Regions from separate parts of the Mus musculus genome. Here region 1 is linked to region 2. Evidence: chromatin contacts called from public HiChIP or PLAC-seq data. All regions are on one chromosome and are shown on one strand. Each heading gives the region's core, a stretch centred on a gene start, on an enhancer-like site or on the middle of the called end of the contact. The rest is flanking DNA. Distances are from core to core; before and after follow the strand shown.

Region 1 (5,100 bases), core at 468-2,967, 1.0 Mb before region 2:
ACTTCTGGGGTTTGTGTCTCAACATCTACTATCACTAAGGTTTGCTTAAGTTGTATTAAGATTTTGTTATGCTGAATTTCTTTATTATGCTATTTTTCATTAGAAAAGATAACCTATATTGTGTACTTTAAACTTAAGTACTCTCAAACTATTCTCTAAATCAACCCTACTGTAAATCTTTAAGGTCACAACATGGGCACTATATCTTGCAATTGACCCCGAAAGTCATTCAAAGGGATTTCAGCACTTGGATCTTGTCTTGTTTTGTTTTTAAATTTAAAAATTTTGAGGTGGCCCATGAGTTTGATCCCAGCACTCAGGAGGCAGAGGTAGGCAGATCTGAGTTGAAGGCCAGCCTGGTCTACACAATGAATCCCAGGACAGCCAGAGATACAAAGAAAAACCCTCCTTCTCTAAAAAACAAACAAACAAAAAACCAAGACAAAAACCAAGTCCAAGACCATCAGCACAGGCTGGTGGTGTCTCTAATTCTCCTGCCTCCACCTCCCCAGTGCTATAACGGTTTACTTTCTGTCTTGAAATGTTTCTATACTGCAACCTGCACAGTGACGCTTATTCTTTGGATTGGCAGTTATTTATACCACATCTTTTTCTTGTAAGATAGTGAGCTTTTGAGGGTTCGAACCTCAGTATTCTCTGAAAGCCCAGTCTCCACCCAAGGGCCAAGCACACAGCTGGTACTCAGAAAATGCCATAGCACAGGAACCAGGAATGGAGTGGGCAGATCCCAACGGCTTATGTAACGACAGTGTGCTATTTCCCACGCGTGGTACGATATAGTTTCAAAGGTTATACAAACCACTGGAATCTTAATAACTAAGTCCTCAAAGTTTATAGGAGAAAAACATAATCCGTACATCCAATTTAAGATTCGGTGGATACTACTTGGGGTGACATTATTAGAGGCTGCATGTACTGTGGCGCTTTAAAATTTCAAGTGAGTTATTTTTTTACTTTTGGAGGCGGAGTGTCACGCTCGCTGCCTAATCCAGGCCAGCCTCAAATTCATGGTTATCCTCCCGCCTCGGCCTCCGGGGTGTGGAAAGTGCAGGCGTGAGCCATCACGCCAGGCTCTCAAAGAGTGGATTGAAAGAAAAATACCCAGGACGGAGCAAGAACTTGAGTGGCGGTGAAAGTTGGCCTCCGCGTGACCGACGCTGCCCAGCCACCCCGGGGCGCGCAGCCTCCCTCCGGGCGGGGCCCTGCGCGCGGGCGGCGGCGGCGAGCGTGGAGGCCGCGCGAGGCCCGCAGGATCCCGGAGGCCGCGGCCACCGCTGCTGCCCGCCCGCGCGTTACCTCTCCCCGGGCGCCGCCTGGCGCGTCCCCGCCGCGGACCCTCTTCCTCCGCCTTCCTCCCGCGCCCCGCCGCCCCGCCCCTCCCCTCCCCGCCCGCCCCTCCAGGTCCCTCCCTCTGTCCATCCCGCCGGCCGCTCGCCACTGACCGGCCTCGCCCCGCCACACAGCGGCCGTAGCCCCTCCTCACACAGCGCCACGTCTCCATCTTGGCTCTCTGTGAGCGCCCAACGCCCGGGCCCGCGGCTGCACCTCAGCTTCGGCCGCTCGCCGGGTCCTACCGGATCCCCATCACTCGGCTCCCGGCCGGCCGCTAGGCATGCTGGGAGGAGCGTCTCGCCGCAGGCCCGGTCACCATCTTGCCTTCTGGGGCAGTTCCTTTAAGCAGTGCGACTCCGGGCATGCGCAGAGCGTGCGCGGACAGCCATTTCCTGGTAGGGCGGAAGGCTAGCGCTTGACGGCTTTCTTAAGACATAGGAAGGAGCAGGAGCTGCGTGAGACCTAAAGTGTATTTACGTGGTTGCGTAGATCCAAAAGGTAGATTTCCACGTTGAGGAAATACTATTCTGTGGGTTCCCGTAGAACTTTATAATTGATTTTGTGCAAATCTCAGAGAACCCACTTGTACATTAATTAGTGCGTTGATGATCCGAGTCTGTCAGATCGAGCGTAGCTTTCTTGGAAAACATAAATGGAGAAGGGACAGCGAGAATAGCGAGGCAGAGGGCACTGGAAACCAGGGTCGCTGCTTGCTTAGTTTCTTTGGTAGAGCTGTGTAGCTGTGGGTAGTAATTTCTTGGGAAGTTTTGTTCTTTTCCTTGTGTTAATTTTGAGAGATACTTTATCCTTCGTGTATATCCTTCTCTTTATCTGCAGTTGTTATATTGTGTAAACATGTCAGGAATGCTGAATTAGCAAACTCTGAGGAAAGCTAGTCTCTGATTGCACACGCACACTCGTGAGTGTCCTTAGACAAAAGTCTTGTGCAGTCCAGGCATTCGTCAAACTTATCTCACATGCCTGTCTGAGCACTGTGGTCACCAGCAACGTACTGCCATACTTGGCTTCGGACCACATTTTCATCAACCAATATGAAGTCTTGTTTTATGCATGTTCCTTATTTAATTTATATTGTCACTTCATTAACGTTAAACTCTGTCCAACAGTCTTCTGATACATACCTAATTGAAGATAATTTAGTACACATATTTTCTCTATATTACATCATTAACTTTTGTCACCTCAGAATCTTGCAGCAGTATACTTGGGGGGCACTTTTAATAGAAAAATCAGTAAAACTGTGGGAAAGGGACACTAAGTAGTCGGTAGAAAGGTTAGTTTTTTACGGTCTGAAAACTCAAGAGGGCAGAGTGCCTTGTTTAACCTCAGGGACAAGCACACTAGGCAACTAAAATTTGCCTTTCTCCTTGTTGGAGAAAAACCAAAACACTGTGAGGATTGATTTGGACATTTTAGGTAGGTTTTAGGGAGTAGGCAGTTTACAAACGCAGTGTCCACAAATGGGGGCTGACTGCTTGAGGTTTATACTGTCCTATTTTCTAAGGGTGATCACAATGTTGTTGTTAGTTACATGTGGCCAGTAGTGTCCTATATGCCTTGTTCCATAATCACATTGTAAGTGACTTGTGAACAGTGTCCATGACTCCTGTTCAAATCTATTCAACCTAGTACTCTACTGACTACACAACATACGGCAAACAAAGATCATTGATAGGGTTATTAACTGGAGCAGACTTAAGGAAGACCTGTCAATCACCAGACTTTCTCCTCCAAGCACACCTTAGCTCCTCTGCTTGTTGTGCAAAGAAAAATGTAGTGTTTTGAAATAAGCAAATGGCATTAAGGTCCTTCCTTCCTTCCTTCCTTCCTTCCTTCTTTCCTTCCTTCCTTCCTCCCTCCCTCCCTCCCTCCCTCCCTTTCCTTTGTTTGAGACAGGGTTTCTCTGTGTAGCCCTGGCTGTCCTGGAACTCACTCTGTAGACCAGGCTGACCTGGAACTCAGAGATCCACCTGCCTCTACCTCCAGAGTGTTGGGATTAAAGGCGTGCACCACCAACTGTCAAGATGCATTCTTTCAATGAGTTTGAAGGTTTCTTGATGACGAAAGACACTTTGGGAGCTGTCTGCTCTAGAACTTTAGAGAGAGTAGTTACCTTATAGCAGCATGGTGATTATCCTAAGGGTTGGAGAACTCTTGTCTCTGTAACAAAACAAAACACCATTTTTGCATTCATGTTCCAGTTGAAAGTTCTCAGCTCACATTGTTCTGTCCCCTTAAATAGATCCTGCTTTAGTCACTCAATAAGTTAAGCAAGTCTGTTCACATATGCTGACATCTCAACATTCAGACAGCTGAGGCAGGAGCCTGTAGAGTTTGAGACCATCCTGGGCCACACCAAGAACCTGTCTTAAAGAAGGGTTGTCTGAGAGTCTGGAGAGATTGCTCAGCTGTTAAGAGCTGTCAAGTGCTCCAGGCTAACCTTTAAAAGGCCATGTAGCTGAGGGTAACCTTGAACTTCAGGATCTCCTGCCTGCCTTCCCAAATGCAGAAACTGTAAGTGTGTACCACCATGACGCACCTGTGCATAAGTGTCTAAAACCTTTGGAGTCCAGGACAACCTTGTCTACAACTGGCTTTTGGTTTTGCTCTGATTACTAAGTCCCCACTCAGAACATCTCCACAGTGTTCCCGTTTCATGGATCCTAATTCTTCTGACTTCCTAAGGCATCAGACACACTCGCGGTACAAATACACAAATGCAGGTAAAATACTCATGCACATGAAACAAAAGGAAATCATTGTTCGTTGCTTGGACTGGTTTTGAAAAAAATCTGTCCATATGCAACCCTGCCCGGCCTGAAGCTTACTATGTAGAGCAGGCTCCACTCCAACTCACAAGAGATCTGCTGCCTCTACAGGGATGAAGAATTGTGCCACCACATCCAGGTAAAATAAAACCTTAAAAGTTATTTTCAAAAGCCAGAGATATGGAGCTGGAGACATGGTTTAGCAGTTAAGAGCACTGGCTGCCCTGAGGTCTTGAGTTCAATTCCCAGCAACCAACAGTGGCTCACAAACATTTATGGTGAAATCTAGGGCCCTCTTCTGACATGCAGGTATACATGCAGATACTCATACATTAAATAGAAAAACTCTTTAAAAACAAAAAAGCCAGATATATTAATCAGAAATGAGCCATGAAAAAACATGCTCATGTTTGGTTAGCTCAGCGAGAAATTAGGAGGTTGGGACAGGGCTTTATGGCACAGTCTTGTCATGTCAGGACTCAGGAGACAGAAATAAGCACAAGGATTTCAAATTCCAGCCAACCTGAGCCAAATGGCCAGTCCAGGGTCAACCTAAACCACAGAGGAAATTCCTGAAGAAATTCACAAGCATAAATTAACAACAACAAAATTGAGATGAAGGCAGAGCTGCTTTGGAGAAAGAAAGCATTCTCTGCGATGCTGAGAACTACAGCAGGGCAGTGGTGACCCACTTCTTTAATCCTGGCACTTGGGAGGCAGATTCAGTTGGATCTCTGAGTTCAAGGACAACCACGGCTACAAAGAGAACTGTCTTAGTCAGGGTTTCTATTCCTGCACGAATCATCATGACCAAGGAGCAAGTTGGGGAGGAAAGGGTTTATCCAGTTTACACTTCCACATTGCTGGTCATCACCAAAAGGAGTCAGGACGGGAACTCACACAGGGTAGGAACTTGGAGGCAGGAGTGGATACAGAAGCCATGGAAGAATGCTGCTTA
Region 2 (5,072 bases), core at 1,853-4,352:
TCAGCTTCTGCTCTTGGTCTCTTCTGGCCTCTAACCGAGGATGTTTACAGGTGTAACTAGCACACAGTGGGAGCTCTGTAAACGCTTCTTAAGTAAGATTATTCCCTGAGTGTCTAATGCTCTCCTACGCACTGAATTTGCAATCAGGGCTTTGCTGATTGTCTTCCATGGAACTCCGTATTGTTTTGTGCTTTATATTGCTTTCCTGTGGCTTCTGTAACAAGTGACCACAGATGGGACAGTAGGCCAGACATGTGGACATAGCATCCCTGAGCTGAACTCAGGATGTTGTAAGCCATGCTCAGAACGGGGCACTGAGGAAAGGCAGGTCTCACTGACAGTCTTAAAAAGACCACATCAAGTCAATCTGTGTCCTTACAGCATGTGCTGCCTCCTCTTCCAGCCATGTCAAATCTCTTTCTGCCTCTCTGGAAAGGGGCTTTGCGATGGAATTGAGTCGGGGGCTCACACTAGCTCCAGTCCTCAATACACTGGTAAGACTCCCTCTTAACCTTACAAGGTAATGTTTACAGGCTCTAGATATGAGGCCCTAATAATATCTTTGAGTGGCATTACCCAGGTCCTTCCCGATTAGACCCCAGCTGTCTGTGGCTATAGGACCCCAAAGTGCTGGATCTCCTCTGCACATGCGCAGCAGATAAAGTACATATAGAGGAACAACAGAGGGCCGGGGCGTGTTCCCTGCTGGCCCCTCTGCCAGGGCTTTATTTCCGAGCCCAGAGCTGTTTCTTCCACGTGTTAATCTGCAGCTGGAAGGATGCGTTACAAATGGATTAGATGATCTTTTAGGCGGTTAAGCAGAGGGGGCCTTCATCCTGTGCCTTGCCCGTATTTCAACGCGAGGCGAAGCCATCCCAAATCTTTCTAACACCGATTTTTCCCAAATCATGGGACAAGCGGGAGAGGAGCTGGTACACAGGCGGGCCCTGGCAGCCAGACAGCTTCCTTCATGGAATGTGAGACCGCTGAGTGGCAGAGCGGCAAGCATGAGATGCATGGAGGGTGCTGTCATCGGTCTGCCCCGGCTGGCTGGGAGCCGCGCCTTGACCATTTATTTTAAGCACGGGTTTTATCATTACGGGAGGCTCCTAACTTTACAGCTATTGCCTCACTGCCCCGGCTCCAGTCATTCGAATTCATCCCGACTTTTCTGAAATGAAGCTGCTTGTTTTCCAGTGTTCTCCGGTAACACTCAACCTCTGCCCTGAGATGCCCTGGATTGAGTCCCCAGTGCCCCGGGGGACTGGGTGTGGTGCTGCATATCTGTAATACCATCACTAGGGAGACAGAGGCAGGAGGATTCAAAACCCAAGGTCATTCTCTGGTACTTAGGGAGGTTGAGGCCAGCCCGTCTCAAAACAAAACACGCAGTAGGAGAAAGGTGTGTGTGTGTGTGTGTGTGTGTGTGTGTGTGTGTGTGTGTGTAATGGAACACATTTCTCAAACTCTGCAGTGAGTTCTTGGAAGAGTAAACCATGTACTGAGTTTACAAACATGTTGTTTGTTTATTTCTATGTCTTTTCTTCTTTGTACTGCTAAGATATCCTTCCGCAAATCAGAATGCTAAAAAGCAAGCCAAAATGAATCCAAAAAAACACGCTGCAGATCTACATAGGTGGGCATCTTTAGAAAGTCTCAAGATTTGAGAAAATGCTTCCAGCAGACGGCAGAGTGGGCTCTAGGCACAAACCTACCTGAGAATGTTGCTTGTCACAGGTGAGTAGGGTATGGAAGAGGGTTTCCCAAATCTTACACCTATTTTAAGGTAAGCAAGATGTGTTAAATAAGCACATTAGCTCAATGGTACCCAGTAATGAAGGGTTATTATTACGTGGAATTGAAGGATCCAGGCCTACACTTTGTCCAAGTTTATAGTCCAGTGATGTCCATGGTTACTAAAATGGATACATGGACCTACAAGATAGTTCAGAGTATAAAGGCACCTACCACCAAACCTGACAGACAAATCAGACACAGGCCCCATGTGGTAAAAGGTGAGAACCCACTCCTGCAAGTTGCCCTCTGACCTCTACACATGTTTCCAGCACACATACAGGGGTATGCTCGCACACATGCACTCATACTTACAAAAAAAAAGGGTAATAATAAAAAATAAAAATGGGCCAAAGAACCCATACCCACGGTGCCCTTTCCTTGGAGGAAGGCTTATTCATATTATCACTAAAGAAATTTTATTCACGGGTTCCAAATCCCCCATTCTATGATTTGCCCTGTGAACGAAAGCTGGAGAGAAAAAAAAAACAAACCTGCAGCTGGCACTGACCCTCTTTCTGCAAAGCTAATTAACCGACTTGAACTTCAACCTTTGCGGAGAGGCTGCAATGTCTGGAGCTTATTGGCAGTTTTCCTTGGGCCCTCTCCAGTTCCCTTAATAGCTACCCGTTGCCTATCCTGTGTCTAACCTACCAGCTCGTGAATAACAGGTAAAACCGCCTGGAACATAATCAAGCCATACATTGAGAGTGCAGTCAGATTGCATCTGAGGCCTGTAGCTGAGGTTCCCTCCCTTCTGCAGCCAGCCTACCTGGGGGGTCCCACCGACATATTTTTGACGTCTTGATTTATGACTTTCTTTTTCTGTTATTATGGAATTTTTTTTAATCAAATTGTTACAACGTTGGAACGTAGACTTTGGGGTAACCCAAACCTGGCCATGACCCCTCCTATTGGCTCCAGAATGAACTCTCTCTAAGTTCCCTGGGAGGTGAGAACTGTGTTTTTTAGCACGCACAGCTCAACTGCAAACCACACTCATTCATTCCCTGCTCCACCACCCGGGATCTTAGTGGGGACGCTGTCTGCGGGCACAGCGGGTGGTGGCCTGGGTGGCTTGGGACTCCAGCCTTCCTCACCGGGCAGCGCAGCCTGGCGGGTGCAGGCGGACTCCCGTGCGCGCGCCCTGCGCACCGCCCTCCCGCCCCGCGCTCCGGGGCGCGGCCAGGGCACAGCACCCGCCCCGAGCAGAGCGCCGAGTTCCTTGAAGGCCGGCGGCCGCGGCAGACCTGCCTTCGCTCCCTCCCTCCCTCCCGTGACGCGCGTGCCCCGCAGCGCGCAGCCGCAGCGCCGCCAGCATGCGCGCCGAGGCCCGCGGCGGCCTGGAGCGCTTCTGCAGTGCGGGCAAGGGCCGGGGGCTCCGCGCGCTGCGGCCCTTCCACGTGGGCGACCTCCTCTTCTCCTGCCCGGCCTACGCCTGCGTGCTCACCGTGGGCGAGCGGGGCCACCACTGCGAGTGCTGCTTCGCCAGGTACGCGGGGACCGTGCGGGCGGGAGGGGCCACGCGGAGCCACGTGCGCCGCGTCCGCTGAGCCACGGCCTGCCCCGCAGCCGGACCTGCGCCGCCCCACGCGTGTCCGTTCTAGCTTAGGTTCTCTGTGGTCCCGAGGCCTCCCGAGCTGTCCTGAGATGGGCGGCTCCCCCACCCCCTAGGGAGTGATGACCCGATCAGCCAGGGACGCTTCCGGTCATTCTGGAGGAGGGAAGCTATGGAACAGACACGCCTATGAGACTGGGCTCCGTGGATTGGGATGAGGGGACACAGTTTGTTGGGAGAATATTTGATTGTACTACTTCATACATGTCCTGAGTGTGTAGATGCTGTATCCACGGCCACATGCTAAGCCTTAAGGTAGTTGCGGATCAGGAAGGTGCGTTGGGATTCCCCCATCCCACCCTGTGTCTTCATTTTACAGACACACTTTATCTTAAAGGCCGAGAAGAGATCATTTTACTGTTGGGACACTAAAGCCCAGAGAGGAAGGGTAGCTGTGTATACACAAGGCACTAATTAGGGGCTGGAGCCTGGCCTGTCAGGACTGACACGTCCCGCCCACCCACTTCCTTGCTTCCTAAGTTTGCTGAGGTAGGGGGTCTGGCTTTGGAGTTGAGCCTGTCCCAGGCCATCTGTGGATGCCTGAGGAAGGAACCCTGCCTGACTTGCTTTGAAGGTCAGTGTCATCACCTTTGAAGTGGAGATGGTGGGCTAGATTAAGCTAACCTGGGGTTCTGCAGGTACCTCTTGCGGGCTGCCCCCAGTCCTGCACTCCACGAAGCTCTCAGCCTCCCAGACTCGTGCGCCTCGTTCTACAATAAGACAACAAAAGAATGGACAAAGGTTGCATATTAGAGTAATCTCGGCCGGACTCCCTGCCAGAACTGTCTTCCGCTGGGGGGGACCTGGAAAGGAACTAGACGCAGAAGCGTGCCGTGGGCAGCGGAAGGGCTGTATGTGATGTGCCTCTTTGAATTGGCGAGCCAAGAGCTAAAGGGTCATGGCACCACTTTGCGACGTTTGAGTGAAGTGAGCATTGGGTTTTCCCAAAGTTAAAAAGGCTGCTGCAACTGGTCCCTTGATCTTCTGAGCCTCGCTGTGGCTGGGAGTCTGCAGCAGTGTGGGTGTCTGCAGTAAAGGAGCAAAGCGGGTCACCCAGCACAGAGGGGGCCTCCGTCAGGGGTCCTGGCGCTTGGTGTGCGGTGAGAGGCGTGGGCCTTGCGGAGTGCGTAGTAGGGACTCGTGGCCAGTTCTCTCCTCCTGAAATTAAATATCTGCGTTGACAGCTGAGGCGTGCTTCTCTCCTGTTGGGAGTGTCCTGATTGTACAAAGACACACAAGCTTCCAGAAGTACCCTTACAAATCACCCAGCCTCAGGAATCCTGTCATTTGTGACAGCTAACCCCCCACTCCCCTTGACATTTGTTAATGTCACTAATTTTGCCTCAGTTCCCTCTCCTGGGCCCCCCAGGCTGCCATTCCATTGTCAACCAATCTCTTCTGTTTGGCTTATGTAACAGTCAGAACTTGGAACTCAACTAAAATATTGCCCAAGAAATAAAACTCACAAGATCCGTGCACCTAGAGAAATCTTCGTACCGCATCCCGTGGTTGCCGTAAAATCTGGTTAGTTTTGCTAGATCGTTCTAAGACTGTGTTACTCCATCTCCTACTTGTGTGTGACTGAGGCCTGACCTGTTCTTGTGTATTAAAGGGGGGGATGCACAGCTCTGTGGAGTTTCAGGAGCATGTTACAGGTGGG

Evidence for each region. HiChIP or PLAC-seq counts read pairs in DNA pulled down with a chosen protein or histone mark.
Region 1: a contact with region 2 is called in an H3K27ac HiChIP or PLAC-seq map of embryonic stem cells, with 6 times the contacts expected there. The contact joins the promoter of Angel2 here to the promoter of Smyd2 in region 2. A contact is called at or near these places in 7 of 39 promoter capture datasets (cranial neural crest, embryonic stem cells, frontonasal cranial neural crest and 3 more), 1 of 484 Hi-C or Micro-C datasets (embryonic stem cells) and 12 of 115 datasets of contacts at active chromatin or transcription factors (the SCID.adh cell line, astrocytes, embryonic forebrain and 5 more).

Annotation. Positions count from the first base shown.
Region 1 is chr1:190,925,122-190,930,221 of GRCm38.p6, reverse strand. Angel2 (angel homolog 2) reads right to left here and starts at 1,717. Exons shown (of 9, transcript NM_021421.4): 1 at 1,464-1,717. The coding sequence starts at 1,522.
Region 2 is chr1:189,920,321-189,925,392 of GRCm38.p6, reverse strand. Smyd2 (SET and MYND domain containing 2) reads left to right here and starts at 3,102. Exons shown (of 12, transcript NM_026796.2): 1 at 3,102-3,286. The coding sequence starts at 3,114.